Linked DNA regions of Sus scrofa: region 2 is linked to region 1. The links are chromatin contacts, called in public Hi-C maps. All regions are on one chromosome and are shown on one strand. The core of a region is the stretch at or near the end of the contact, and the rest is flanking DNA. Distances in the headings are between cores, read along the strand shown.

Evidence for each region. A called contact is a pair of places that touch in the nucleus more often than the background predicts.
Region 2: a contact with region 1 is called in a Hi-C map of liver, with 5 times the contacts expected there. The contact joins the promoter of PIF1 here to the promoter of MTFMT in region 1. A contact is called at or near these places in 1 of 47 Hi-C or Micro-C datasets (liver) and 1 of 2 datasets of contacts at active chromatin or transcription factors (alveolar macrophages).

What each region holds. Positions count from the first base shown.
Region 1 is chr1:106,966,880-106,972,238 of Sscrofa11.1, forward strand. It overlaps MTFMT (mitochondrial methionyl-tRNA formyltransferase), which reads left to right and starts at 3,759. Exons shown (of 9, transcript NM_001244826.1): 1 at 3,759-4,004; 2 at 5,335-5,359. The coding sequence starts at 3,784.
Region 2 is chr1:107,215,677-107,220,270 of Sscrofa11.1, forward strand. It overlaps PIF1 (ATP-dependent DNA helicase PIF1), which reads left to right and starts at 2,904. Exons shown (of 11, transcript XM_021093760.1): 1 at 2,904-3,003; 2 at 3,744-4,320. The coding sequence starts at 3,757. It overlaps LOC110260912 (a long non-coding RNA gene), which reads right to left. Exons shown (of 3, transcript XR_002344495.1): 3 at 3,400-3,535.

The sequences.
Region 1 (5,359 bases), core at 2,509-5,008:
CTGTGGCTGTGGTGTAGGCTGGCAGCTGTAGTTCCGATTAGAGCCCTAGCCTGGAAACCTTCATGTGTCATAGGTGCGGCCCTAAAAAGCAAAACAAAAACAAAAGAACAGGCTTATGCAGAACGATTCTAGTGCTATCCTAATATCTATTTGGATATCTTTCATTCCCTATATTGTCTTAGCAACCAGGCCCCTTCTATTAACTCAATACCATCGTTCTTTTTTGAGCACTTGTTTCTTTATTTCTCTTCTTATTTTCCCAACAAGAGTTCTTGAGACCCTTATTCTAAATTTACCTTAACGATGACCACTCTAGACCAGTCAAATTGTGAGCTCAATTCAATATGTGAGGCTTTACAATCTTGCCAGTTTCCCTGTGGAGCTAGGCAAGTTACTTTATAAAATGCTTGTACTCTTCCCTTTGTTAGTATCCCACAGCTCTCTTGCCTGGAGGGAAGAGGTTGGGAAACCAAGGATTTTATGATTTGATCTCTAAGCCTATTTTGTTATTTCCCTTGGTTTACTAGATTGACTATCTGCATTAAAGAGAAAGTTTCTTATCCCTTTCTCTTAACCCTAGGCTGTTTCTCATTCCTATAGTAGCACATCTGGCTTCCCTTCCTGGGACTCTGGCATCCTTCAACTGTCATGTGAGCTCTCAGACTCTCTCCTCAAGGACACCCCGTCCTGTGGCTTCACGCTGCCTCTTAAGCTCTCCCTTGGGACGGAAAAGCATCCCAGGTTCCTGGTGGGGGAGTCTGTAGTACTGAACAGCTTCTTTAGCATTTGTGTGTCATCTGTAAGAGCTGAGGGCAGGTATAGGATGGCCAGCATGTCCCGGTCTTTCCCCAAGGGGTGGCCTTAAAGACCCAACCTTGCTTTACTGAGCAGCTGGACAAATTAGGAAGTGATCTCTATCTAATGCGACCACAAAGGGCACTAAGGACAGCCGGGTGGGAGGAGTCAGAAACTCTGGGGCTTGTGTAATTGTCCGCAAGACTCATCGCACAGCGCCCTCTTGCGGACTTCTGGTGCAACCGATGCAACCACAGGCAGTAGATGGCAGTATATGGAACGCATCCCTAAGGTACCACTGGCTGCGTCCCTCGGTTCAGTTCCTGCCACTGCCACTGACCCAATGCCTGTGTATAGCAAACCTCCCCCTGGCCACATGTGGCATTGTCTTCCAGGCCACACGCGGGAATTCTTGTGGACTCAGGCATTGGCCACCTTACTAACCAGATCTCTGACTATTTTCCTCTAGTGCCCCAGCTCCATCCTTCCCAGGCAGGGCTCTGGCTGCTCCTTCTGACTCTTAGTGCCCACAGGCTAATCTGTCTCTCTTACTCTCTCACACACAGACTTAATCTGTGGGGTGTCTCCTTACTCAGGTTTAGAGTGAGATCATGGGGTACAGGAAGAGATGTTTCCTGCTTCCTCCCATTTCTGGATCAGCTCTCTCACACCCCTAACTCAGTCGTGGAAGCCACTCCCACATTCTAGATTTCTACCAAATGGCTCCACTTGCTTGTCTCATCACTTCAGTTTTAAAACATTCAAAGCTGAAATGTCATCATGGTTACCACCAAGTGTTCAGAACCTGGAGTAATTTCATTGATTCAAATGCACACATACTCCATTCATCAGGGGAGAGAAATTTCTGGAAACTGGAGCACCAGCCAAATTAGCACTATCAGGATTCTTTTATAGCCCAGTTCCCTTCCCTTGAATGTGCTTTCTGAATTTTTTTTTTTTTTTTTTTTGGCCTTGCTGAGGGCATGCAGATCATCTGTATTTAACCTAGATCTGCATCTAGGGCCAGGGATCTAACCCAATCCACAGCAGTGACAGCACCAAATCCTTAACCACTAGGCCACCAGAGAACTCACGGATGTCTTATTACCTAAAACTTCTTGCCATTAGGAGCTGATGGCCTCATCTTCTCTGTGTGCTTTATAGTAGCTCCAGCCATGGATTTGTTTGGGCTAGGAAATGGACTTACCCCCCCCATTCCAAATTTACCACCAAGAAATTCAGAAAAATCTCCTTTTTAGCATCCTGGGAAAAAGTCAGCTGTACAATAATACCATGTTCAGTTAATTTATTAAACAGATTTTTTTCCACGTTCAGTTATTTACTTTTGTCTTTTTGCCATTTCTTTGGGCTGCTCCCGCGGCATATGGAGGTTCCCAGGCTAGGGGTCTAATCAGAGCTATAGCCGCCCGCCTCTGCCACAGCCACAGCAACGTGGGATCCGAGCCATATCTGCAACCTACACCACAGTTCACGGCAACACCGGATCCTTAACCCACTGAGCAAGGGCAGGGATCGAACCTGCAACCTCATGGTTCCTAGTCGGATTCGTTAACCACTGAGCCACAATGGGAACTCCCTATGTTCAGTTTTTTAAAAAGTAGTTTTCTAAAAAGAGTCCACCCGCTAGAAAATTATATGTCAATGGTAGAAGGCAGCTCCCTGGAGGAAGGGGTTGGTATTGGCCCCTCACACTGAGCCAGCGCTGTGTTTGGCAGAGGGCGCTATGAACAGCTCAAGGCAGCTCTGTTGGGCGGGGCTACCTGTAGAGAATTTGGGCTGCTGAAAATTGCGCATAATGCAGGCTTTCTAACATAAGCAGAGGAATTACATAAACACAAACATGAAGAGTCACCCTTTTTGGGTGTGTCTTTTTAGGACCACACCTGTGGCATACAAAGGTTCCCAGGCTAGGGGTCAAATCAGAGATGTAGCCGCCGGCCTACGCCACAGCCACAGCAACGCCAGATCCTAGCCTTATCTGCAACCTACACCACAGCTCCCGGCAATGTTGGATCCTTAAACCACTGAGCGAGGCCAGGGATTGAACCTGGGTCCTCATGGATGCTAGTCGGATTCATTTCTGCTGAGCCAAGACGGGAACTCCAAGAGTCACACTTTAGACAGCAGCCAGATTCTAAGATAATAACCCAAATGACTATTTGGCTTGTATTTGTAAGACATATTATATGGAGAAAGACAATTTTAAAGATATTAGAATAAAAAATATTAGAATCATATTCCACTTACCCTAAAAGAGAGTACTGGAAGAGAATTTACTTGGTAGAAGGTTGGGATCCCATCCTGCTCCCCTTCTCATATATGATCAGATTAGCAAAATAAAATCACCGGAAATGCAGTCCCACCCCCACTCCTCTTTGGTTTTGTTTGTGGTGGTTGTTTGTTTGTCACACCTGCAGCATGCCGAAGTTCCTGAGCCAGGGATCAAACCCTCAGAACCACAGCAGTGACAATGCATAGCATCCTTAACCCAGTGAGCCACCAGGGACTCCTTCCTCTTTTTTATTCAACACACAGGTGAATTTGGGTTAGGAATCAATCCGACTGCAGCTGCTAGGGTTGCTGCAGAGGTGCGGGTTTGATCTCCGGCCTGGTGCAGTGGGTTTAAAGGGCATTGCTACAGCTGCGGCAAAGGTCGCAGGTGTGGCCAGGATTTAATCTCTGGCCCTGAAACTTACATGCGCCGTGGGGAGCGGCCATAAGAATAAAAATTATTTGGGGGAGATTAGTGAAATCGTGCAAACCAATGCAGCGGAAGTCACGGGGACGCTTGAACAGGTAAACATCAACTGTTAAACACAGATGAGCCAAGCCGCTGATCAGGCAGGCCCCGCCCCAAGTAGCTGAAAGACCTCGCCCATCGGGTTTCCTCCCAGGCTCCGCCCCACCCGCCGGGTGCCCTCCTCGCACTCCTATGCGCCTGCGTAGTGTAGGCCGCAGGCAGAGGCGATGAGAGTGTTTATGCGGCGCTGCTGGGGGACCCTGCCTGTCGGTGGCTGCGCAGGCCGAAGGAAGATCCCGCAGTGGCCAGCGCTGGCCGGGCTAAGTGGGTCCCCTGGCGGGGAGGACGGATGGGGCGTCCGGGTCCGCGAGAAGCCGCCCTGGCGGGTGCTTTTCTTTGGCACTGACGAGTTCGCCCGGGAAACGCTGCGGGCGCTGCACGCCGCCAGGTACCGGGGCCGGGGGTTGGGAGGTCCGGGTTGCTGAGGACATGGCTCTGGAGCCCCTCCGGCTGGCCTCGAGGGTTTCGACTCCTGGTCAGGGCCAGAGATTAAATCCTGGCCCTCTCGCAGCGCGAGAGGAGTGTGGGCCCAGATCTTGGCGTCCCCGGAAGGTGCGCGGGGTCAGCCTGTGAGTGCCAGGCTGGCCCTGTCGGGTCTACACTCCCTACTCTCTCCGCAGCGCCTGGCTGGTGCTGGCCCCTTTACAGGCACCCTCTGTCCAGTCCCACCACCTTCCAGGCCGTTTTGCGCTTAAGGAAACTATCCTACATTTTTTATTTCCTCACTCTTGTTTTTTCCTGATGCACCCTCACACTCATTTCTGACAACTCCATTCAAGTCTTCCCTGCAGATACTTCACAGCAGACCCTCATAATGACTCTTTCATGATTCCGCTGGTATTCTCCCTCCACACATGTAACACCTTCTATAACACTGTCTTCACACATGTTTCCTCCGCACACCCTCCATAGCGCACTCTCCACGTGCTGCATTCCCCTTATTGCTTCCTCCATCTCTCCCTGCACGTATCCTGATGCTTTACTTGGTAGTGCCAGTACTCCTGCACTTTCTCTTTTGGGCCCTCCTGTCTACTCCTTTTCTCATAACTCCTCAACATGATGCAATACCTTCTAAATAACTGAACAGCTCTGGGCATTGGAATACTATACAGCAGGTAAAAAAATGAGGTGGTGCTACATGTAGTGTCATAGGATGATGTCCATGACATGTGTGTATCTATATAGACACAGATTTTAAGTATCTATTCAAATAACATGTAATTATAGTAAAAAATTCAAAGGATACGATGAAAAGTCAGTCCCTTCCATCTCTGTCTCCCAGTTCCTCTCTTCAAAGATACCCACTGTTTTCAGCTTCTTATTCTAGAAGTGTTTGATGGATATACAAGCAAATGTATATTTAACCCATTTTTTAAAAAAAGACTCACATAATAGTATACATGGTGTTGAGAAAAGTTAAATGTGGAGCAGTATATATTATATCCCAATTGTGTAAAATGTCTGTACTGTATAAGTTTTAGTATGAATAGGAAATTTCTAGAACTGTAACAGTAGCCAGTAGCCACTTGTGGCTCTTTAAAACAATTAAAATTAAATAAAAAGTAAAACCTCATCTCTCAGTTGCACTAGTATTAATCATTTTCCCTTAAGTGCTTTGTGAATTTAATCTTAAAAATGCCTTAGAAATGTGTGGAGTAGTTTAGCTTTACATTTTGGTCTTAACACTGTCACTTTTTTTTTTGCTCTTTCCAATTTAGGGAAAACAAGGAGGAGGAGTTAATT
Region 2 (4,594 bases), core at 1,654-4,153, 250 kb after region 1:
TTTTTTTTTTTAATGAGCCGGGGACTGGACTGACACTGCCAGTATAGGAAGAGTTCTGGAGGAGGCAATTTCATAATGAAGAAAATCGGTTCTTCCTGACAGCCTGTGTTAAAGCTAGGCTTTGGATTTAACCGAGGAGATGGGGTAGCAATGCTGCACTTCACTGGGAATTGACCCAATGGCGGCAGCACCGAGCAGAACACCTGCTGATGCGAAGACTGCCCAAAGCCGAGAGGAAGTCCGCCCACAGAAGAGAGGAGTCCCTCTGGCTCCGCCTCCCTCCTCCACCGGCCAATCAGGACCCAGATGACGCCCGGTGGCTCTGGGGCAGGGAGGAGGGCGGAGCCTGAGGACCGTTAACCCAGCGCCGGGCAATATCAGATTGCATATCAGATTCCTTTCCCTATAAAAACTCGCTGTTAACCTGGTGGGCATATAACCACTCTGGAAAAAGCCCTTGCAGTATCATATAAAACTAAGTATAAAGTCCGTGACCCAGCAATTTCTCACTTGGTACTTAATTAAAAGTAATTAAAGCATAGAGTTCCTGGAGTTCTTGCTGTGGCTCACCTGGTTGAGAACCCAACTAGTATTCATGAGGATGCCAGTTTGATCCCTGGCCTCTCTCAGTGGGTTAGGGATCGGCGGTGAGCAGTGCTGTAGGTTGCAGACATGGTTCAGGTCTCGCGCTGCTGTGGCTGTGGTGTAGGCCGGCAGCTGCATCGCTGCTTCAATCCCTAGCCTGGGAACTTCCATATGCCGCAGGTGCGGCCATAAAAAGGAGGGGGGAAAAAGGGTAAGAAATTGGGAGTTCCTTGGTGGTCTAGTGATTAGGACTGCAGAATTTTCATCGCTTCATCCTGGGGTTCCATCCGTAATCTGAGAACTGATATCCCACATCAAGCCACTGCAGGTGGCCAAAAATAAATAAAAATAATAAAAATTAAAAAGTAAGGAGTTCTTACTGCGCCGCAGTGGGTTAAGGGACCCAGCGTTGCCACAGATGCAGCATAATTTGCATCTGTGGCTCGGATTCATCCCCTGTCCCTGGAACTTCTATATGCTGTGGGTTCAGTCATTAAAAAGATAAAAAATAAAAGGTAAGCATAAACATGTTGGAATATTTTCAGAATAAAATGTTGAGAGTACCAGAGGCTGAAAGGAGAGAGAACAGGGGGTCATTGTCTTTTTTTTTTTTTAATGGTGTGTATTTTTCTTTAATAATAAAAAATGAGGGTGAACTCCACCTTTTACTTCTATGCTTCCATTTCACTTGAGGGTTTTGTTTGTTTTTTTGTTTACAAGAGTCATTTGTCACCTTTAGATCTGACAACCTTAGGGAAGGGAGTTATTGTCTAATGGGTACAAAGTTTCTGTTTGAGAATAATGAAACTTTTCTGGAGATAGTGGTGATGGTTGTACAACATTTGAACGTTTTTTGTTTGTCTGTTTTTCTTTTTAGGGCCACACCGGCGGCATATGGAAGTTCACAGGCTAGGGGTCCAATTGGAGCTACAGCTGCCGGCCTCAGCCACATATACAGCAATGCGGAATCCGAGCCGCATCTGCGACCTACACCACAGCTCATGGCAATGCCCAATCCTTAACCCACAGATCGAGGCCAGGGATCCAACTCACATCCTCATGGATCCTAGTCGGGTTCATTAACCACTGAGCTACAAAGGGAACTCCCTGAATGTTCTTAAAGGTAATGAATTGTGCACTTAAAAATAGTCTAAACGGAGTTTCCACTGTGGCACAGTGGCTTAAGGATCCAGCATTGCTGCAGGTGTAGCATAGTTCACAGCTGCAGCTGGGTTTGGATCACCGGCCCAGGAACTTCCATATACAGTGGGTACAGACTCCCCCCGCAAACAAACAAACAAACAAACAAACTTCTTGGAGCCTTGGTTTCCTCACTTGAAAAATGGGGGCAATTCAATAAATGAGGGGGCTGACTCACCTGTAAGATCCCTTCCAGCTCTGTCATTCCAAGATTTAATGAGGAGAAAAAAAGATAATTAAAAATAAATTCCCAGAGTTCCCGTCGTGGCTCAGTGGTTAACGAATCTGACTAGGAACCATGAGATTGCGGGTTCGGTCCCTGGCCTTGCTCAGTGGGTTAAGGATCTGACGTTGCAGTGAGCCGTGGTGTAGGTCGCAGTTGCAGCTCGGATCCGTGTTGCTGTGGCTGTGGCATAGGCCGGCGGCTACAGCTCCGATTGGATCCCTAGCCTGGGAACCTCCACATGCTGTGGGAAGCAGCCCAAGAAATGGCAAAAAGACAAAAAAATAAAATAAAAATAAAAAATAAATAAATTCCCTGAGCAGCCAGAGCAATAAGAGGGATTACTGATTCCCTGAAAACAGAGGCTCATTCACTTCCCTTGTACTCTTGAGCATCCGGCCACAGGTCTGAGTTCTACACTGTTGGCCCTCAGCCGGATGGGAAGGACGAATACGTAAAACGACGCTTACAAGGGCAGAGGAAGTGTAGAAAGTTTCGGGGCAGACAGAGACAGCAGTAGCAACAGGCGGTGGAGGGATGTGGTTTGCCCAGAAATGAGCAAACGGTCCTATAAATGTAAACAGGAATGCGAGGGATCAAAGGCAGCTCTTCCCCAAGGCCAAGTTCAGCTGCTGTGTGAGGGCTTAAAGCGGAGGAAGGAGAGTGTGCTGGAGGCTTGAAAATAAGTCAGACACACAACACCACGCGCCGCCCGGATGCGCTCACTTCTTCCTCCCCCTACTCCTACCTGTCCGCGCGACTTGGTACGCTCCGCCAGCACAATAAGCCTCTCCCTCCGGCGTGCTATTGGTACAGCCCAGGCTCCAAGAGTAGACACCCAAAGACACGCCCGTTGCCACGCCCGCTGTCTATGATTGGCTGGAAAATTTAAAGATCCGGCCGATGATAGGGTGATTCTCTACTCCCAGGATTTGAAAGTTCCCAGTGTCCTACCTTTGCGTGCATGCCGGCTCTGTTCAGCTTGTCCGTCGCAAGTGAGTGTTCACTCGGATGCCAGAGGTGGGAGGCAGAGAACCTTCTTCTTCAAGGGGTCCCTGCCGGGAGGGTGCACACGAGTGGGTCAGACGGAGGGAGAATGGATTCCCGCACCCCAGGGTCCCTCTGCGATTTCCCTAACCAAAGATTCTCTACTCTATCCCTACCCTGAAGATGGGAAGCGCCAGGGCTTCAGAATCACACGAGCCCTGACTCCTACCACCCCTTGTGGCCTCTCTCAGCCTGTTTTCCACTTCTGTACACGGAGAAGAGTGAGACCTGCTTGGCCGCATGTAAACTAGTGAACGTACCTGGAAGACATAAGACGCTTATTAGGGAGTATGTTTCCTGTTCACCTCCTCAACGTGAAAGTCTCTGGCTTCTTAAGGACAGGACTCAGGATTCTCGTGTCCGCCTATGGGTCTCTTGGAAGCAGGCTTCTTTTCCGTTCCAGGGCTCCCTTCTGTGGCACTTGGCGGACAGCTGCGGTTCTCCAATGCTGGATGCAATTGACGCTGCCCATCCGCTGCCCTGGAAATTATTGTGTAGGGTAGTAATTTCTAAGAGAAAATCCGGTTTACTCTAGGGCCCTTTTACCATTTCCGTGACCTCTTTGTGTTACCAGTGACAGCCTCTGTGACCCTATGTGGCCTTCACCGGGCTCCCCGTCACGGCTTCTATACAACCTATGATATATTCCTTGAGTCCCCGTGACCCCTGAGCTCCGGTCTTTTTACAGACCCGCAGAGGCGATGGCAATGCTGTCGGGCACCCAGGCAGCGGCAGCAGAAAGCGAGGACGCGGAGCTACGGTGCCGCGTGGCTGTGGAAGAGCTGAGCCCGGGAGGGCAGCCGCGAAGGCGCCAGGCGCTACGCACCGCGGAGTTGAGCCTGGGTCGTAACGAGCGCCGGGAGTTGATGCTTAGGCTGAAGGCGCCGGGACCCGCGGGGCGGCCGCGCTGCTTCCCCTTGCGCGCTGCGCGCCTTTTCACGCGCTTCGCAGCGATGGGGCGCAGCACTCTAAGGCTCCCGGCCTATGGCGCTTCCCCGGCCGGCGCTGTGCAGCTGCTGCTCTCCGACTGCCCTCCAGACCGCCTGCGCCGCTTCCTGCGTACGCTGCGCCTCAAGCTGGCCGCGGCCCCGGGTCCCAGGCCAGCCTCCGCCCGCACTCAACTTCTTGGCCCAAGGCCCCGCGACTTCGTCACCATCAGCCCGGTGCAGCCCGAGGAGCTGCGGCGCGCGGCGGTCACCCGGGTCACGGACACCACGCCAGTGAAACTGCCCACGGAGCCCCGGGTGGGGGCCAAGTCCAACACCGTGAGGACAACGCCTTGGGGAGTGGGTGTGCCACTGAGATGGAAAAGACTAAAGTGGCCCACGTTTAGGAGGGAGATGGTGGTGGTATTTGAGATGGCAGGCTGGTTGTTTCAGAGAAGATGCTCATCGGACTTTTGAAAATAAGAGGGATATGGGCATCGTGCATGTGGTTCTCATAGTGCAATCCTTGAGACTGAGTAAGGAGAATAGGAAAAGTGGGTCCAGGTCACATTAACAGAGAAATCAGGAGATCCCCCTCGTGGCTCAGTGGTAA